2 separate regions of the Gossypium hirsutum genome follow, and region 1 is linked to region 2. Evidence: chromatin contacts called from public Hi-C data. All regions are on one chromosome and are shown on one strand. The core of a region is the stretch at or near the end of the contact, and the rest is flanking DNA. Distances in the headings are between cores, read along the strand shown.

What was found. Hi-C and Micro-C count contacts between places; a contact is called where the count stands out from the background.
Region 1: a Hi-C map of leaf shows a contact between it and region 2, with 2.6 times the contacts expected there. The contact joins the enhancer-like site here to the promoter of LOC107910507 in region 2. A contact is called at or near these places in 2 of 34 Hi-C or Micro-C datasets (both in leaf).

The regions. Positions count from the first base shown.
Region 1 is chrD02:9,488,314-9,492,732 of Gossypium_hirsutum_v2.1, reverse strand. LOC107910494 (a long non-coding RNA gene) reads right to left here. Exons shown (of 2, transcript XR_005910166.1): 2 at 2,071-3,233. Among protein-coding and RNA genes, the nearest start is that of LOC107910494, 3.5 kb to the right of the region's middle. Within about 2 kb of position 2,397, at least 5 of the 9 cell types and tissues checked have an H3K27ac peak or open chromatin away from gene starts, as enhancers often do. A contact at or near this core is called in leaf, where this site is marked.
Region 2 is chrD02:9,171,359-9,176,126 of Gossypium_hirsutum_v2.1, reverse strand. LOC107910507 (1,4-dihydroxy-2-naphthoyl-CoA thioesterase 1) reads left to right here and starts at 1,691. Exons shown (of 3, transcript XM_016838362.2): 1 at 1,691-2,005; 2 at 2,091-2,282; 3 at 3,152-3,520. The coding sequence starts at 1,859. The coding sequence ends at 3,310. It also overlaps the pseudogene LOC107910508.

The DNA of each region.
Region 1 (4,419 bases), core at 1,148-3,647, 320 kb before region 2:
CAATCTGGGCTATTTGGGAGGACAGCCGAATGAGAGATACTGATAGTGGATGGACTATTTGTTCTTTGTGCATTCTAAGGATAAGTGCAAGGAAATAACATGTGTAATCTGGGCTATTTGGGGGGACAAAAACAGACAGGTGCATGAAGGGAGACATCAACCAAACATAGAAACGGTACATTTTATCATATCATATATATAGGATATTGATGAGACAAATGTTTGTTTACCTGAAAGGCGGGTTCAATCAGAAAGATGGAGACCATCAAAGCCACATTTTTTTAAGTTTGCCACATCTCAAAACCCAACGTAATAGTTTTGGGTTAGCAAAATCTAGTTAGTTGAGTTAGATACTAGAAATTAGGGTCGTAAGTAAGTAATTAAAGTATTAAAGTAACGTAATCTAGTTTTTATTTGATTAAATAGCTTAAAAATTTAATTTTGAAGTCTAATTTGAAAAAAAAATGGATTCTAATTGAATTAGGACCTAATGGAAAAGGGGAGAAACAGGGAGTGACCAAAAGGGTAAATTTCCCAATTTTTGAAACTTGGTCATTTACATGGAGTCATTCACGTCTTATTCCCTCTCTTAAACCCTAAACTATTCAAATTTTCCCTAAAGCTAAAAGAAAGGGTTTCTTTCGAAATTGATTTATCATTTTATATTTATTAACCTCCCAAACACCAAAATAACATCCAATTTCAAAGAAAAATCGCATTTTCTTTCCCAAAATTTTCATTGTTCTTCTTGAGTTCAAATCCAAAATTAAAGTTCTAAATCATCATTTTCATCGAATTAAGGTAATATTCTAACTTTTTAAGGTTAAAGAAAGAGTGTTGTTAATTCAATTTGAGTTTTAAACGATTGTATGAAGAATTATTTAGATTTGATGGTTTTAAAGCAAGCTTGGATTCAAAAATAGCAAATATCGTAACCTTGAGTAAACATGTGTTTTCAAAGTGACTTTTGATTCATTCTAACCTAATTAGAAGGTATTCCACTTCAATTTGATAGTTCATAACTGAATTTTCAATAATCAAACATTTTTCCCTTTTACATGTCTTTGAAAGCTTGAATTTTTTGGAAATTTTAGAACTATAGATTTAGGTGAAATTAATGGTTTAGATATGAAATTAAATGATGTTTGCGATGTTTGAAATCAAAATTGAGGATTAAAAATGATATTAGGAGTGTCAAAACTTTAATTTCGGTAAAACTAGCTAGTTTTCGGTAACGAGAAATGAGAGGCTTGGATGGTGTTTTCCTTGTTGTTTGGTTGTGTTCAAGGTTGTTTTTAATGATTTTAGAATGTGTTTGTTATGTGTGTAAAGTTTTGGATCAATATGGAGCCACTACGAGGAAGTCTAAATGCAAGGAAAAGCTTGTTTGACCTTTCGCCTAGTAAGCGGAAGCGTGATCGATGAGTGCCTGGAGTCGTTGTTGGTATTCGTAGCATTAACCGGGAGCTTAGCAATAGGCTAAACCCCAATCCTAAGTTCCAAGTGTAAGCCTTCTTTATACTTTTTGTTTTATTGTGAAATTTTGTCTAATGTATGTTGAGTTGTAAAATGTGAAACTGTTATGACAAGTAATGTGTGTGAATATTTGGATACCATAAATTGATTTTAATGCACACGTGCGTGGTCTGATGCATAATGGCTCAATGAGCATTATTGTGGCACTTAAAGTGTAATTAAATGTGAATCCTATATGATGCATTTTGTACAAGTTTGTGATGTAAATTGATGGATATGAACAGAGATTATGTGCATTAAAATAATATTTAAAATGTGTAATTGTGGATATTTTGGCCTTGTGATATCTTGAAATCGTTGGATATAATTGGCATGTCATAGGATTGTGAGTACTCACCTTTGCGTTTGTAATTGGGGCATTGTGGCCCAAGACAGATTGGAGAAATAAAGGAATGTCAAGCTAAGATCCATTCATCGGGACATGGTGTGTTAGAGAGTGTTTAGCTTTATGCTACACTTATAAGACATGTTAGACTCTTTGAGTCATTGGTGTGATAGAGATTCATTTCTCCAATGTGTGGTGATAGAGTCTAATTTTACGTTTCATAATTTCAAGCTACCAAATTATCATTATTTGAATTATATATGAGTTATTTTTTGTGTAAATACATGTGAGAGTATATGCTAGCCCTATGAGATAATGAAGCATGGTTATATTGTAAGGCCCAATTTCTGCCCGGGGCCCAAATATCAAAACAAAAGTAAACCCAAAAATAAAAAAGTCAATCTATAATAGGCCCAATATGACCCCAAAGCCCAAATGAAACCCAAAACCTAATAACCCAAAGTCTAGCCCAAATCAGATTAAATCTAACCCAGCTAGCCCAACAACTAAAAAACCTAACAGCCCAAAGCCCGATTAAAACATTTTCTTGAGTAAGAAACCCTAGCCAGGGTCAGCCTTCGGCACCGCATGTTCTGCTAGCCTCCTTTGCATACGTCGCCGCCGCTCGGCTTGCCAATCGTCGGTCTCACCAATCGCCGCCTTCCCATGCTCATCACATCAGTCACCTGCAAAACAGAAAACACATGCAACAGAGAAGACAACGAAGAAACAAACAAAATACTAACAGCAAGAAAATCAAAGAAATAAAAGCAAACAGAAAAGAAAAAGAAAAAGACAAGAAATCATAGCAATTAGCTTTAGTTTGGCTATAAAAGCCTAAACCCAATCTCTGCAATTGTTTTTCAGATACACAAGTAATCAAGATATAGATTTCAGACTACAGAAGGTGATTTGTGTCTCTGTTATTTTAGATTTATTTTTATTTTTTATTTTTATTTTAAAAATGGAATAAATAAAGAAAAACAGAAAACCAAAAGGGCGGTCGGGACTTACCTGTCTCCTCGTGGGCTATCGCCGTCGGAGTTCTCCTCCAGTCGTTAAGGCCGCAAAAACCCCTTGAGATTTCATCTCGACTGCATCCGCAAAAAGAAGACGGCGAAGTAGCAAGGACGACCACGTCCTCTTTTTCTTCCTCGTTTGCAGTTTCAAAATACCCCGAATCGGATTTACATTTGAAGAAAAAGCCCCTTTAAAGGGAGAGGATTCCTTTTTTAAAAGAAAAAAGACGTTTTTACTCTCTGGCACGGCGGTTACACGGCGGCGCTAGGGCGACCTACTGTTGAAAACCTAGGCCGGAGAGATGGGGGCGTTGAGAGGAAATGGAGGCTCCCTTTAGTTTTTTCCTTCTGGACTGAAAAAATAAAAGGTCAAAAAAAAATCTGGCTTCAATGATGTAATAAAACGGCACCGTTACAATAGGCCTCCTCAGGCGCCAAAACGGCGTCGTTCTAGGGAGGCCGACCCGTGACCCGACCCGCAGCCCGTAGGATCTGCGTATTTTACGATGATTGGGCTAATTCGATCCTTCTTGTTTTTTTGATTTGGGCCGCGAATTTTGACTTCCAAGTCAATCTGGTCCTTAGACCATGCGCAGACTCTCACTGCATTTAGGGCTGGAGAATATTTCCCTAAAGGTCCCTCAAGCTTCGAGCATATTTCAGTTCAGTCCCTTGCAACCTTTTTTAATTATTTGCGGTTTAAACCCCAATATTGTGACCCGATTTTAATTCGGTCCTCAGACATTTTATTTTTATTTTTATTATTTATTTTTTATTTATATTTGTTTTTTTATTTTAAACAAAAAGGGTTTTTATTAAATTTTCCTTTTAACATTTTATTTGTTTGTTTATTTTATATTTAACATTTAATCTGATTTTTATTAGTTTTATGTTTTTGTATGTTCTTATTATTATTTGATGATTTAATTTATATTAAATTTTATATATAATACATGAATGTTTTACTCCTTTTGGAATTTTACTAGTTTTGTGTTTTATTGTCGCTATTATATTGACATTGGTATCATTGCTTTTATGCATATATGTTAGTATTAGGTTTTGCTAGTATCAAGGCTATATAACTATTCTATCATGTGTATTATGTTATAGTTGTTGCAAATGTATATTATAATATTACTATTAGTTAGGTATGCTTTCTTTTATCTCAAGTAATTTTTTTTTAGTATAGTCCAAATCGCATACGCGTTACTCTTAAATATTCCATCGATTCTTACTCAAATTCAACAAGAGAAATATCCAAAAAATAAAGAAATATTTTGCATGTTAGAATTATGAGAAAATCGTGCCCTAACTTACGAGGTTTCGGTCTTTCTCGTTAAAACTAATAGCAAAATATCCTTTTAAAATTTCAAAAAATGAAAGATAAGTTTACCCTTACTTAACTTATGTTGTTGTGTATGCTTTGCAGTAATTCAGAACATTCACTGAGCTTATTTAAGCTCACACACTCTACATTAAAATTTTACAGATAAGTAGCACTTTCCGTGTGACTGAAGCGGCAAAGGAAGTGATTTAAGC
Region 2 (4,768 bases), core at 442-2,941:
AAACCCGGGTTAGTTTTGATTTGGTAGTGCACAAGTCGAAGGCTAGAAGTCTTCCAACTTCTAACCACAGATTCGAATCTGTTAATTCCCTGCATGGTTTAAGATAGGTCTGTAAAGGGCTTTGGCAAAGATGGTGTTGTGGAAATACGAGTCAATGTGGAGATCTGTTGAGTATGCCTCATATTTCAGTCAAATTTGTGAGATAATCTCCCAGTTAAACTCTGTTTTTTCAGTCGAACTTTAATTAATCTAGATTATTTTATTATTATTTGACCTACGAATTTAGCCTATAAATAGGCTCTTTAACAACTTTAGAAAATACACCTATTAAAATATTAGAACTCATAACACTTTTGGAGAATTTTGTGTTTACGTTTTGAGGGTTCTTTGTTTTTGGGTGGGGTTTAGTTTTTATCTCCATCTTTTGTGCTTTTCGTTCTTTTGCTATTATAGTAAAATTATCTTTGTCCGTGATTTTTTATTCTCTTTGGAGGAGTTTTTCAACATTAAATTTGTGTGTTTAATTTCTCAATTTCTTCCGCTATTTTTTACTTGTTCGTTACTTAATCGAGTCGATCCCCAACAATTAGAATTAAATAAAAATTATATTTTGAAGTTTAAAATTTTTTTTATATAGTGAGAGAGTATAAACTAAATGAAAGAAGATTATGAGGAATTTTGGAAGATCACATCTCTAAATAGAACTTGAATTTGATTTTAGAGAACATAGGCTATTTTTGTTTTATTTTCTTGGAAAATGAAAAACACTTAAGGAAACAGTTTTAAAATTCCTTATAAATTTTGAAATCTTTTATTCTTTGTATTCAAGTAAATTCATTTTTCTAAAATTTAAAGTATATTATCAAATATATTTTTTAAACATTAAAACGAGTTATGATTTTTTAAAATTAAATAATCGCATAAATCTTAATAAAAGAAGAAAAGAAATCAATCAGCAATATGCATCAACACATTCTGAAAAAAGACTATGAATTGAAGAGAAAATAGTTCATGTTGTTAAAATACTAAAATAAGAAGAAAGCAGCGGTGTTGGTAGGTGGCGTGTGACAAATTACATCTGTTATCCACTGCTGCTACCTAATCTTGGAATTTCACCTACTCAAATGATTCCACGTGCTATAAAACATGTTCCATTAAGAGATTCATCGAATGATTATTTATATGTTTTTGCTTTGACTAATGGCTGCCATTTTCTCTTTTTATATAAATAAAGTGTTGAAGAAAATATTTATAGAGAATGATGAATTTAGAATAAGATAATATAATATCTGTTCCTCCCAAGTTTTGAAGCAATTAAAGATATGATTTATATTATCTATTTTAAGCTTGTAATTTTAATATGAATGAATTTAAAATAAAGTATTTTTATATTATTTCGTATCTCTTTTTACAATTAATATTTTAACAATTTAACCATTAAATTTATCAATTTAGTAAATTTTCAAATCAATAAATAATAAATAAAGAAATAAAAGAAAAAACATAAATTAAAACTTAAAATTTGGTCTACAAATTTAAATGCTAGGTTATGGTGTTAAGTAAGTTAGGTTAATGAGGCCATACAACACACACCAAGCACAAGTGCTACCTCACCTACCTACCAACGGACGGGAGCCAGGCTAGCTTTGATTTTGTTAATATACCAAAATACCCTTTGCTTTGTTGGCTCCGCTCTACTCCAAAACGCAAGTGGCTCGGACAATAAGGTTCGTAATTATATTATCCTTAACTATTACACACCAAAAACCAAATCTCAAACAACACCATTTCTCATGTCTTAAATTCCGATTATAAATTTCAGACAGAAATTATAGAGTTAATTGAAGTTGGTTTCTGAATGGATGAATCATCGTCATCTTCATCTTCGTCTTCGGACAAGACGGCCAATCTGGATTCTGCGCTCCATTTATTGGGATTTCAATTACAAGATTTGTCCCCTACCAAAGTTAACGGACACCTACACGTTACCCACAAGTGCTGCCAGGTTTCAGTTACAACGATTTTTTCCCCCTTCTTTTCGTTTTTTGTTTCGAAATAATAAAGTTGCAATTTGTATTGGCAAAAAGCAGCCGTTCAAGGTGTTGCACGGTGGAGTATCGGCTCTGATAGCGGAGGCGCTGGCTAGCATCGGGGCTCACATGGCCAGCGGTTTCCAAAGAGTGGCTGGGATCCACCTTAGCATCAATCACTTAAAGCGCGCTGAACTTGGTGACTTTATCTTCGCTGAAGCTACGCCCGTCAGTCCTGGCAAGACCATTCAGGTACGGACTGTTACTATTTTCACATTTATCTATTTATTAGGTGTTGAGAATTTAATCCCATTTTACTATACTAAAAAAAAGCAGTTTAACAAAAAAAAGTTTCTGTTGGATAATTTATATGCAATAAAATGATAAAAAAACAGCAATCCAAGTTGGGGTTTGATTTCTTTTTAGACAATGTGAGAATGATTGCAAAATTCAGACCCCAAATAATAATTTAACTGTTTATTGATTTTTTTTTTTTAAATCTTAGGCATCAAATTCTTTCTGTATTTGTTTATTTGTCTAATGCTCCGCTGTACGTGTAAATAAATAAAATGGCTATACTTGCTATCAAGTTTGAAAAAACTAAGAATGTAGGTGAGGTAAGCTGTGAGACGTGGACGATTTCAAATATTTTAATGTACATAATTTAATCAACTAGTATGTATGTCTCTAAAGGGATACATCTTAAATAATAAATATTGAGACGTGTATTCAATTCTCACTTGAATAGGCCATTCCATTTCTATCTTTTTCAGTACTGCACGCTCTAAATTACTTGGACGAACTTCTGTCATCAGTACCAATGTCTACAATTTACATGCAAAATGAGGTCTTTCTCTTCTCCATAAATGCTTTCACCATCACTAAAAATCGGGGTTGTCCTGGGATCAAACTCGAAACGGGTGTTAACTGAAGATTTAACTGCAAGTCTTTTACCGCTTGCTTTATCTATGGTTCAATTGGCAAATTTCTATCATAAAGTAAAATAATTTTAAAGGAAATATGCCAATGTCTACCAGCCGTGCCCTAAATAATGTTGCCAAAAAAATGCATACAGTTGTGTATATGAAGAAGGTTACTTAACTAATGCTGCCAAATGGTAGGTATGGGAGGTTCGACTGTGGAAAACAAAGGATTCAGCTTCAAGCTCGGATAGCAGAACCTTGGTATCATCATCAAGGGTTACTCTTTTGTGCAACTTGCCTGTGCCAGACCATGCTAAAGATGCTGCAGACAATCTTAAGAAGTATGCTAAGCTATGAGTGTAAATTGTATTCTACTTGACACTATATTTGCTCTAATAAATTCAACAAACATAGCTTGTATTTATTTTTTTTTCCTTGGATAAGGGTGGGGTTATCTAGGGATCGAATTCGGAATGAGTGTCGACCGAAGATTTGAACAAAGTCCTTTGTCCACTTGTATTTATATTTGTATTATATATCCCTTACTTTCCACCGGTTGAACAACAATTTCTGCAATCTCTCTTTTCCCCTAATCCATCATAATATATGTGTAATATATGCTTAAACCCTAATCTTTTACTGCCTAGGAAAGTATAATGGAGAATTAAATGCATACCCATCTGATTGAAGAATCTGATGACCAACAAGCGGTAATAAAAAACAGAGGATAAATGTTAGATAAGTCAAGCAACAATCAGTTCAACTGTAATTATATGGAAACATGGATTGATATAAGGGAGCTCACCATAATCCTAGCTTCATCAGTCTATAATCACTGATAAGCAGCAGGACAATAAACCATAGCTACCTTTGGATGGATGGTATGGTTGCTTCCGGTGAGGTTAAAAACAACAATGATCATGAGATTAATTAATGTGATGATGAGATTAAAATCAGTAATAAAATATATGTTTAGATTCAAATGATGAAATGAAAGTTACCAGGTGAATTTTTTACTTTTTTTCCCTTTTATTTATTTATTTATTTATTTTGTATAAGTTGGTTTTCATTGTCCAAAGAGGTAGAGTTCTACTAAATGCACTGTATAGCCGGCATCAGCCAGCTTTAATTTATTATAAATATTAATTGTATATACAATAAAAACAAAAAACAGTATACAGTATACTTTTGTCAATAATTTGGATCACATTTACGTGTTCATTAAAAGAGCTGGGAAATTGGAACTCTAAGGTTGGACTGCAGTTTATTGACGAGGTGAAATATTTAACCATTACACACAAGGTATTTCAAGCAGAATGAGCATTATGTAAATAGAATATCTAAAAAGTGATGCATCCTTTCTCTTCCCTTCCATTGTTATCCATCTGCCCTCGGATTAATGTCGGTGAATTACAGGGTGAGATATCCAGTTTGGCAATATTTAATTTGCAGATTTTGCAAATCCCACCCTCATATTTCCGAAGTCAAACACCGTATGGTAAGCGCTTAGGAATCTATCTCCAAGTACCCTGCATGCAACATGCACCAGTCAGTTCAGTGTGAATCACACTTGCATGCATTAACAACCCAGATTGAAAGTTTCAACTATGTCTCAAATGGCAAAAAACAGATTTTTTATGTCGTCGTACCAGATTGGACCTCGTGGGGGAGGCACGTCCAAAGGGACAAAGCCACTGACACACACTGTAGAATAGCTTGTTTCAACTTTAAGAATATACTGCATGGCAATGGAAAAAAAAACATACATATAGGGTAAGATCAGGAATTTGACAAGAAACGCTGCATGTCGAAAAG